Linked DNA regions of Rattus norvegicus: region 1 is linked to region 2. A link is a contact called in public Hi-C data. All regions are on one chromosome and are shown on one strand. Each heading gives the region's core, a stretch centred on a gene start, on an enhancer-like site or on the middle of the called end of the contact. The rest is flanking DNA. Distances are from core to core; before and after follow the strand shown.

What was found. Hi-C and Micro-C count contacts between places; a contact is called where the count stands out from the background.
Region 1: a contact with region 2 is called in a Hi-C map of kidney, with 3 times the contacts expected there. The contact joins the promoter of Arl4c here to the enhancer-like site in region 2. A contact is called at or near these places in 7 of 12 Hi-C or Micro-C datasets (the A7r5 cell line, frontal cortex, hepatocytes and 3 more) and 1 of 1 datasets of contacts at active chromatin or transcription factors (oligodendrocytes).

What each region holds. Positions count from the first base shown.
Region 1 is chr9:96,750,170-96,753,921 of GRCr8, reverse strand. It overlaps Arl4c (ADP ribosylation factor like GTPase 4C), which reads left to right and starts at 2,412. Exons shown (of 1, transcript NM_001306054.2): 1 at 2,412-3,752. The coding sequence starts at 2,412. The coding sequence ends at 2,990.
Region 2 is chr9:96,518,716-96,522,386 of GRCr8, reverse strand. All of the region lies in intron 1 of LOC102554187 (a long non-coding RNA gene), which reads left to right. Among named protein-coding and RNA genes, the nearest start is that of Spp2, 66 kb to the right of the region's middle. Within about 2 kb of position 1,591, at least 23 of the 93 cell types and tissues checked have an H3K27ac peak or open chromatin away from gene starts, as enhancers often do. A contact at or near this core is called in the A7r5 cell line and kidney, where this site is marked.

The sequences.
Region 1 (3,752 bases), core at 1,163-3,662, 230 kb before region 2:
TGTAGGACTGAGGGATGGAACTCAGGTAATCCGTGCTTGGCTGCAGACACCCACTGAACAATTGTCATTGTCCCTCATGTCACTTCTTTTTGCCCACCTGCCTTTTTGGGTTCCTGAACTATTCTGTAGGAATCACCACATTTTAGGCTGGAGCCACAGCAATCAAAGTGCTGGCAGCAGAGGAGGCAGGCCTAAGAAATGTGTGTTCTGAGCTTTTGTCCAAGTCACTGGATAAAGCTTTCCTTCCAGGTTCCAAACAAAAGGCTGTGAGGTCAGAGCAGTTAAAAGGATGGGCACAGAGGGAAACTGAACACGGGTAAAGATTTTGTCTAGTGCCTGCTTGTGAGCTCCAGGATCCAGCGATGCCAGAAGAGAAAGCCCTCATCCTAAACGTTTTCTGTGTAGTGTGACTTTATTAATGTATTTACCCTTTGCCAACTCAAGGTGAGATTAATTTGAGACAAATTTTTGTGCCCCTGTCAGAGGAGGGCATCCCAGAACCAATGCATCACTGATCTTAGGCCGGCTGTCTGCACTGAGGTCCCCCTTGGCAACTCCCAGCACAGAGACCTAAGTTTCCTCCTCTAGCAAGTAGACAGGTGATCTAAGTGGACCTTGCCAGCACTAACATCCCTCACCAGCGCCTGGGCTTGAGTCTAGCTGGTGGAAGCCTGGACTGGCTTTTGGAGTTGGGAGAGTTAAAAGATGGTATTGGATAGCTGTGATTTTTCTCTCAGGCTTTAGTACAAATGAAATGTATTATAACTTAGCATTGGAAAGGAAGGCTTGTGTGTGTGTGTGTGTGTGTGTGTGTGTGTGTGTGTGTGATTTTTAAATTAGCAAATTTTATTTTCTTTCCCTGGATTGTATCGGCAACCTTTTCTGACCCAGAAGCCTGACCTACACAAATGTAACCACTTGTGCTGCGGCTGGCCATCTCCAGTTCCCAGCATCATCAAATCTATGTCGCTCATAATCGCCCCTCCCACTTCCCACTACAGGCAGAGATAATGTGCATTTGCTATGCTTTAAAAGGCAGAAGAAAACCACTGAATGGAGTCACGAAATAGAGCCCAGAAAATATGTATTTGTGATTCATCACACCACCAGCTCCGAACTAGAGACAGAAGGTTCACAGTCAAGGGTGGTCTAGAGGCCCAGCTTTCCTGGAGCCTGGTCAGGTGATCTGGACCTCCCCCATCCCCTACCTCCACCCCATCGCTCCACGGTGGTCTTCTGGTAGACAGTTCTCAAGGTGGAATGACAAAGGGTGCCTTAAGACTAACCTCATCTGGGAGGTCAGCAGAGTTGGGGCGGGGCATAAAACAAGGCTCCAAAATGGGTGTCTGAGAAACAATTGTCTGGAGTTATCTAGGCAGGTGCTGGTAGGTACTCTCAGCTGAGCCTCCTGGGCACACCCTAGAGTTAGGGCAGGAAGGGAGCATACGCATCAAGGAGGACTAGGGACCAGGACACTAGGGCACCAAGGAGCGTGAGACCACGCGGTGGAAATGGATTGGGAGGAGTGGGCGGCAGGCTGCAGGCTGCAGGAGGTCAGCTCCTCTCCGCCGCCCTCCTGCCTGGGTGCCGCAGTCTCACCGCCCTATCCCTCTGCAGACGCTGCCCTTGCCGGGCCAGCTGCGGGCTAGGCCCCGGGCGGAGGTTCCGGAGCCCGGAGCTATTTTTAAAAGACGCGTCACCGGATTGGGGAGGAAGAGTCCCGGTCCAGGCCCACAGTCTGCGCACGGCCGGCGGGAAGGGTCGTAAGGGCGAGTTTCGAACGACAGGAGCGCGCGAAAAGACGCAACCGACCGAGAAGACCCCGCCTGACCCCGGGAGACCGCGGGGCGTGCCAGGCAAGGGGCGTGGCTGGTGGGCGGGACTAGAGGGGCGGGGCCGGCGCTCTCGGGCCGCAGCAAGCTGGTGGCGGTGGCGGTAGCAGCAGCGCGAGTACTGCAGGGACAGCAAAGGCAGCTACGCTAACCGGTACGCCGGGGAAGCCCGCGCCCCGCCTGCTCCTCCACGGCGCTCCCGGGTAGCCGCAGCTAGAGCAGCTCCGAGGTGCGCGGAGACCAGAGGTTGCTGCAGAGCCGCGGCGCGGGAGAGCCGCAGATCGAGCGGGGCTAGAGCGCAGGGCGCAGACATCCTACACCGCGGCGTCTGTCCGTGGCGGCTGCGCGGGAGACAAAGCCTCCGGAGAAAGATGCCCGTGGAGCACGCACCAGGCGGGCCAGGGAGCGGGCCCCTCCGAGTCTAAGCGCGCCTAGCCGAGCGCCCAGGGAACGCCGAGGCCCCACCGGGTCCAGCAACGGGCGGGGCCCAGGTGCGCCGGGCCGCAGCGGGCCTGTGACTGCTCGGGGGGCGGCGCCCTCCCGCCGCAGCCGCAGTGGCCGGCGCCGCAGCCAGAAGCCATGGGCAACATCTCCTCCAACATCTCGGCCTTCCAGTCTCTGCACATCGTTATGCTGGGCTTGGACTCGGCCGGCAAGACCACGGTGCTCTACCGGCTCAAGTTCAACGAGTTCGTGAACACGGTGCCCACCATCGGCTTTAACACCGAGAAGATCAAACTGAGCAACGGCACTGCCAAGGGCATCAGCTGCCACTTCTGGGACGTGGGCGGCCAGGAGAAGCTACGGCCGTTGTGGAAGTCCTACAGCCGCTGCACGGACGGCATCATCTACGTGGTGGATTCGGTGGACGTGGATCGGCTGGAGGAGGCCAAAACGGAGCTGCACAAGGTGACCAAGTTTGCCGAGAACCAGGGCACACCGCTGCTGGTCATCGCCAACAAGCAGGACCTGCCCAAGTCTCTGCCGGTGGCCGAGATTGAGAAGCAACTGGCGCTACACGAGCTCATCCCGGCCACCACCTACCATGTCCAGCCGGCGTGCGCCATCATCGGCGAGGGCCTCACCGAGGGTATGGACAAGCTCTATGAGATGATCCTGAAACGCAGGAAGTCTCTCAAGCAGAAGAAGAAACGGTAATGCTCTCAAGCAGCGATCTGGAGCGAGGCTGAGCGAGCGAGCCAGTGAGTGAATGAATGGACGTCTGGGTTGAGCGAGAACCCGCGAACAAAGACAACGAACCAAAGCGATGATTCGAATTTTTAAAACACGATCTCTGTATCCAAATACAGGACTTGGAGACTTAGCCCGGGTGTGGAGGCTGCATAACCACCCATCTCGTCACCTGCCCCACCCCCCACCCCAGCTCAGAGGACCTTTTGTCTAAATGCTTGAGCTACGGGTGGGGTGGGTAGGGGGACTGGTGGGGAGTGGACGCGAGGGTCCCGTGGTGTGCCCTCTGGCCCCAGGTGGCAAGCTTGGATGTCAGAGAGACAAAAGCGATTTCTTCTTGCTCCAGCAGGGCCAGAAGTTCAGGCTGCCCAGCCCCCACTGCGGGGGGGAATCACGTGTGAGTTACCTGAGGTATGCAGTTCACACAGAACCCTGGGGATACCCGGGAGGGAACGGATTGGCACTGGGGTGTACTGATGGGGGGTGGGGATGACCGCTCCTTTCATTCTGGAGCTGTGGGAACTGAGTAATTTTATGTCACAGGGCAGGTCCCTGTTGCAATTTCATTTGTCCTGCTCTGGGCCCAAAGGAGGTGGTGGTTTGGGGCCAGCCAGAGGACTGTCTCGGACCGTGCGGCAGCTGGAGGGCCCAGGATGCTGTGCTTCTGGACTTGGCTGGGAATGGCCTGGAAGACGCCACTTTTCAGGGGTGGGTGTGTGTGGTTTTGTT
Region 2 (3,671 bases), core at 342-2,841:
GGAAGGGATAAACTAAGTCTACTGATGGCTCAGGAAAAAGACTCAACAGTAGACGAAAGGTGGGGAGCAGAGTCACCTCTCCTCCCTCGGCCCTCCATAGGTTACACCTTTGAAAGCTCAGAAACTAGACAGACAGGGATTTCAAACAGGCCCCAGAGAGGGCAGAAGGAAGTGTGTTCCCAGCTCTTTCCCTGGGAACTTGTCTCTGCGAGAAGTCAGTTGTGGAACATGCTTTCAAGGGGTGGAACCTTCCTGGCTAGGACCCTCTTGGGAAGGTGGCTCTTGGGAGAGAGAAAAGGGTCTGAAGGGCCTGGGAGCACTCCTCATAAATGAGCAAGGCCCTGATGTGGAGATTCAGTAAAGAAAAGCTTGAGGTTAGAGTTAGGAAGCTGGGGAGTGACCCCTTAGCCTCTTCCCAGCTCGCTCTATAGACCTAATTCAGATTATCTTCAGTTCATCTGAAACTTGCTTATGTAGATGATTAACCAGATGATTGGGTTACACTTCACTTCCGAGAGAACAAATAGACTTATTTTAAGCAAACACCCCTCACATGAGTTTCTTCAGACTGGGTTGTGAGGGAGGATTCTCCCCTAAATCATGAAGCTCCCCCTTGCCTGTGGGGGCAGGAACACAGCAGAAAGAGGTTTTCAGGAAGAAGACTGTTCCAGCCTGACATGTTTGACAAGTAGCACCAGGAGTTATGACTTCCTGTGCCTTTGATCTCTGTATCAGAGCCAGTCATCTCAGGGTCCCAGCAGCGTGTGCAGTTTGTGGTTAGATGCCTTGCAAATGCCTCACAGAGCCCCAGTTAATTATTGACTTGGGTTTAATCATTCGTTCTGAACAGCTCATTCCCAGGGGCCGTTGCCAGTGCAGCCCCCGGGTCTGGGTGACCCTACTGATTCCCACAGTGCCGGACTTAAGTGGAAACGATCCTGAAGACATTGCTAGTCATTCTGCAAGGCCTCCACCTCATGGGATGGCTTTGATCACTTAAGTCCAGCAGCCGGATTCTCTGCGGGGAATGGAGAACTCACTCCAACCAACGGTGGAACTTGATTGCCGTTTCTATAAGGCAGCAGCTCCACAAGGGTTCTCTCAGTGAGACACTGTCATTCGAAGCTACTTTCTAAGTCATCAGCAAGCCTGAGAGTGGCCCCTATACAGAGGGAGTGAGGCATTGTAAGTAGCAACATTTTGCAAACAGTCACTCCTTTGATTCTTTCCCAGTCCCTAAGGTCTGTGAGAGAATGCACATAGATATCAGGAACCAAATGAAGAAACCCAATTCATGCTCTCCTTGGCAAAGGTGACTCCATAGTCCCCTTGCACCCAACCTTAACCTTTGGGGCCACCTCTTGTCTGGATCACCAGGCAGTATGACCCTGGCTCTCTCTCTCTGTGCCATTGACTTTCAAAATGACTTCTGGTGACCTTGTGGGACACATACTCCGCCTCGGTGTTAAAAGGTCCCCCCCGGGTGTTTGGGGATGTGATTAATGTCTATGGAGCTCTGAATACACAGCCTCCAGTTAATGAGAAGCAGAAATATGAGACAGGATGTGGTCTCCTCTGTCCTGGCTTAGTCAAGTTCTGGGCCAGTGCCTCTCCTGAGTCATCCAGCTGCTTCCAGCTGCCTCCCGTCAGCCACAGGGCCATGGAAAACACATTGGCAGGCGTCCTCTTTGACGTGTTCAGCAGAGGCTAGGTCAGCTCTTTGGACTGTAGGAAAGGATATACGGTTTGCTGAGGGAGTCCAGTGGCTACAGTTTCCCTTTTTAGAGCTTGGCAGAGAATGAAGACTCTTAAGGCGAAAGTGAATGAAGATTCGAGGTGACGTAGTTTGTAGGTTCCATGTGTTGTTGAGACTCGAGCACCAACAGGGGAGAAGACGGAGTTTGCGAGGCTTCGGGGTCCTTGTCAGAGATTCAAATGACACCCCGAAATTTCTTCTTGGGGAACTCTTTCCCAATCTCTTTTATACAATCAAATGAGCAAACTTTCAGTAAGGCCACAGGGGTGGCTTTTGTATGCCCTTCTTCATGGATTCCCCTCAACATAACAGGTTTAAAAGCCTCCATAGTCCCCCTCTGAGTTTATAGGCTAGAACCCCAACTCACCAGAACCTCAGGATGGCAAATGCTAGCCCCTAAATGCTTCCTCTTGTTTTTAATGTGGGAGAAAAAATAATTAAAATGCCTTTGGCCCTAACACCTCCTTTCTCCCTCCTGATGTTAAAAGACATTGCATCTTTTGGGTGGGCCTCTCACAGTATGGTGGTCCCTAAGTAGTGGGTTGCCTATGTCTGACAGGGGAGGTGGCCCTTGCAATTGCAGGTACATATACGGCGACTGGAAGGCCTTATGGTGAAGCCAGTTCTTTGTCCCACTATTCCTCGTGGGTCTCTTTGGATACCCAGCTCACATTTTATCAAGGCCTGGAGCTAGACCACGGAAAGAGAGGAGCCGGAACACTTTATAATCAACCTCCCTGGAGAATCCTTGAGAGACGAGGGGAGACAGAAATGCGTTGGTAAACACAGATGTGGAAAACCAGCTCAGATAACAAGTCCTAGTCAGAACCATGCCGGCGGGCCCTCCTTTGAGTCCTTTTGTTAAAATCAAGTCATTTATACGTATGAAGTCAAAACCAGATGCGTGAGGTAGAAATGCTTGGAGAGAGGTCAGGGCTAGGGCTTCACTTAGCATGAAACAATCAAATAGGTTTTGTGTGTGTCTTTGAGGAGACAGAGGGTTTCTTAATTAGATCCAGGAAATTTACTTTTACTACAGTGGTGATGATTTCCCTTTGACAATACCTGAACAGAACAGGATGTAAAGCAGGCAAATTATTCAGAGAGTCTTTCCAGGGCAGACGGCACGAGGGGCCAGCAAAGAGGAAGGAGGACTTGTGTCACACACTGCTGAACTCCCAGAGGCCAGGGTGAAAGTCACCAGGAGAAGGAGCTACAAGTTCATCTTGTGGGTCACATAAAACCACCAGGGAACCCCAGCTGGGGGTTGGGGAGATAGTTCAGAAAGTAGACTGTTTATCAGGCACGTTTTAGGACTGGAGCTCAATCTTCAGTGCCCACATCTGAAGCAGCCATACAACTTTGATCCCAAAGCTGGAAGGCAGAGACATACTTGGGCTTACTGGCCAGCCTGCCCAGCCTCCTTGACAATCGACAGGAGTGTGAGGGGCAATGAGAGCAAGGTGGACAGTTCCAGGAGAACCAAACCCAGAGCTGTCCTCTGCACCCCCATACCTACACAGGCAGACAGACAGACAGGCAGGCAGGCAGGCAGGCAGGCAGGCAGGCAGACAGGCAGACAGGCAGACAGGCAGACAGGCAGGCAGGCAGACAGGCAGACAGGCAGACAGGCAGACAGGCAGACAGGCAGACAGGCAGACAGGCAGACAGGCAGGCAGGCAGACAGGCAGGCAGGCAGACAGGCAGACAGGCAGGCAGACAGACAGGCAGACAGGCAGGCAGACAGACACCCCCCCACACACAAACACATAGACATAGACACACCTACACACAGAGACAGACAGACACACATACACATATTTACAGAGACACACCTACAGACACATAGATATACCCACATACACAGAGATACAGAGAGAGACACACACACACCTACATATAGAGAGATAAATCT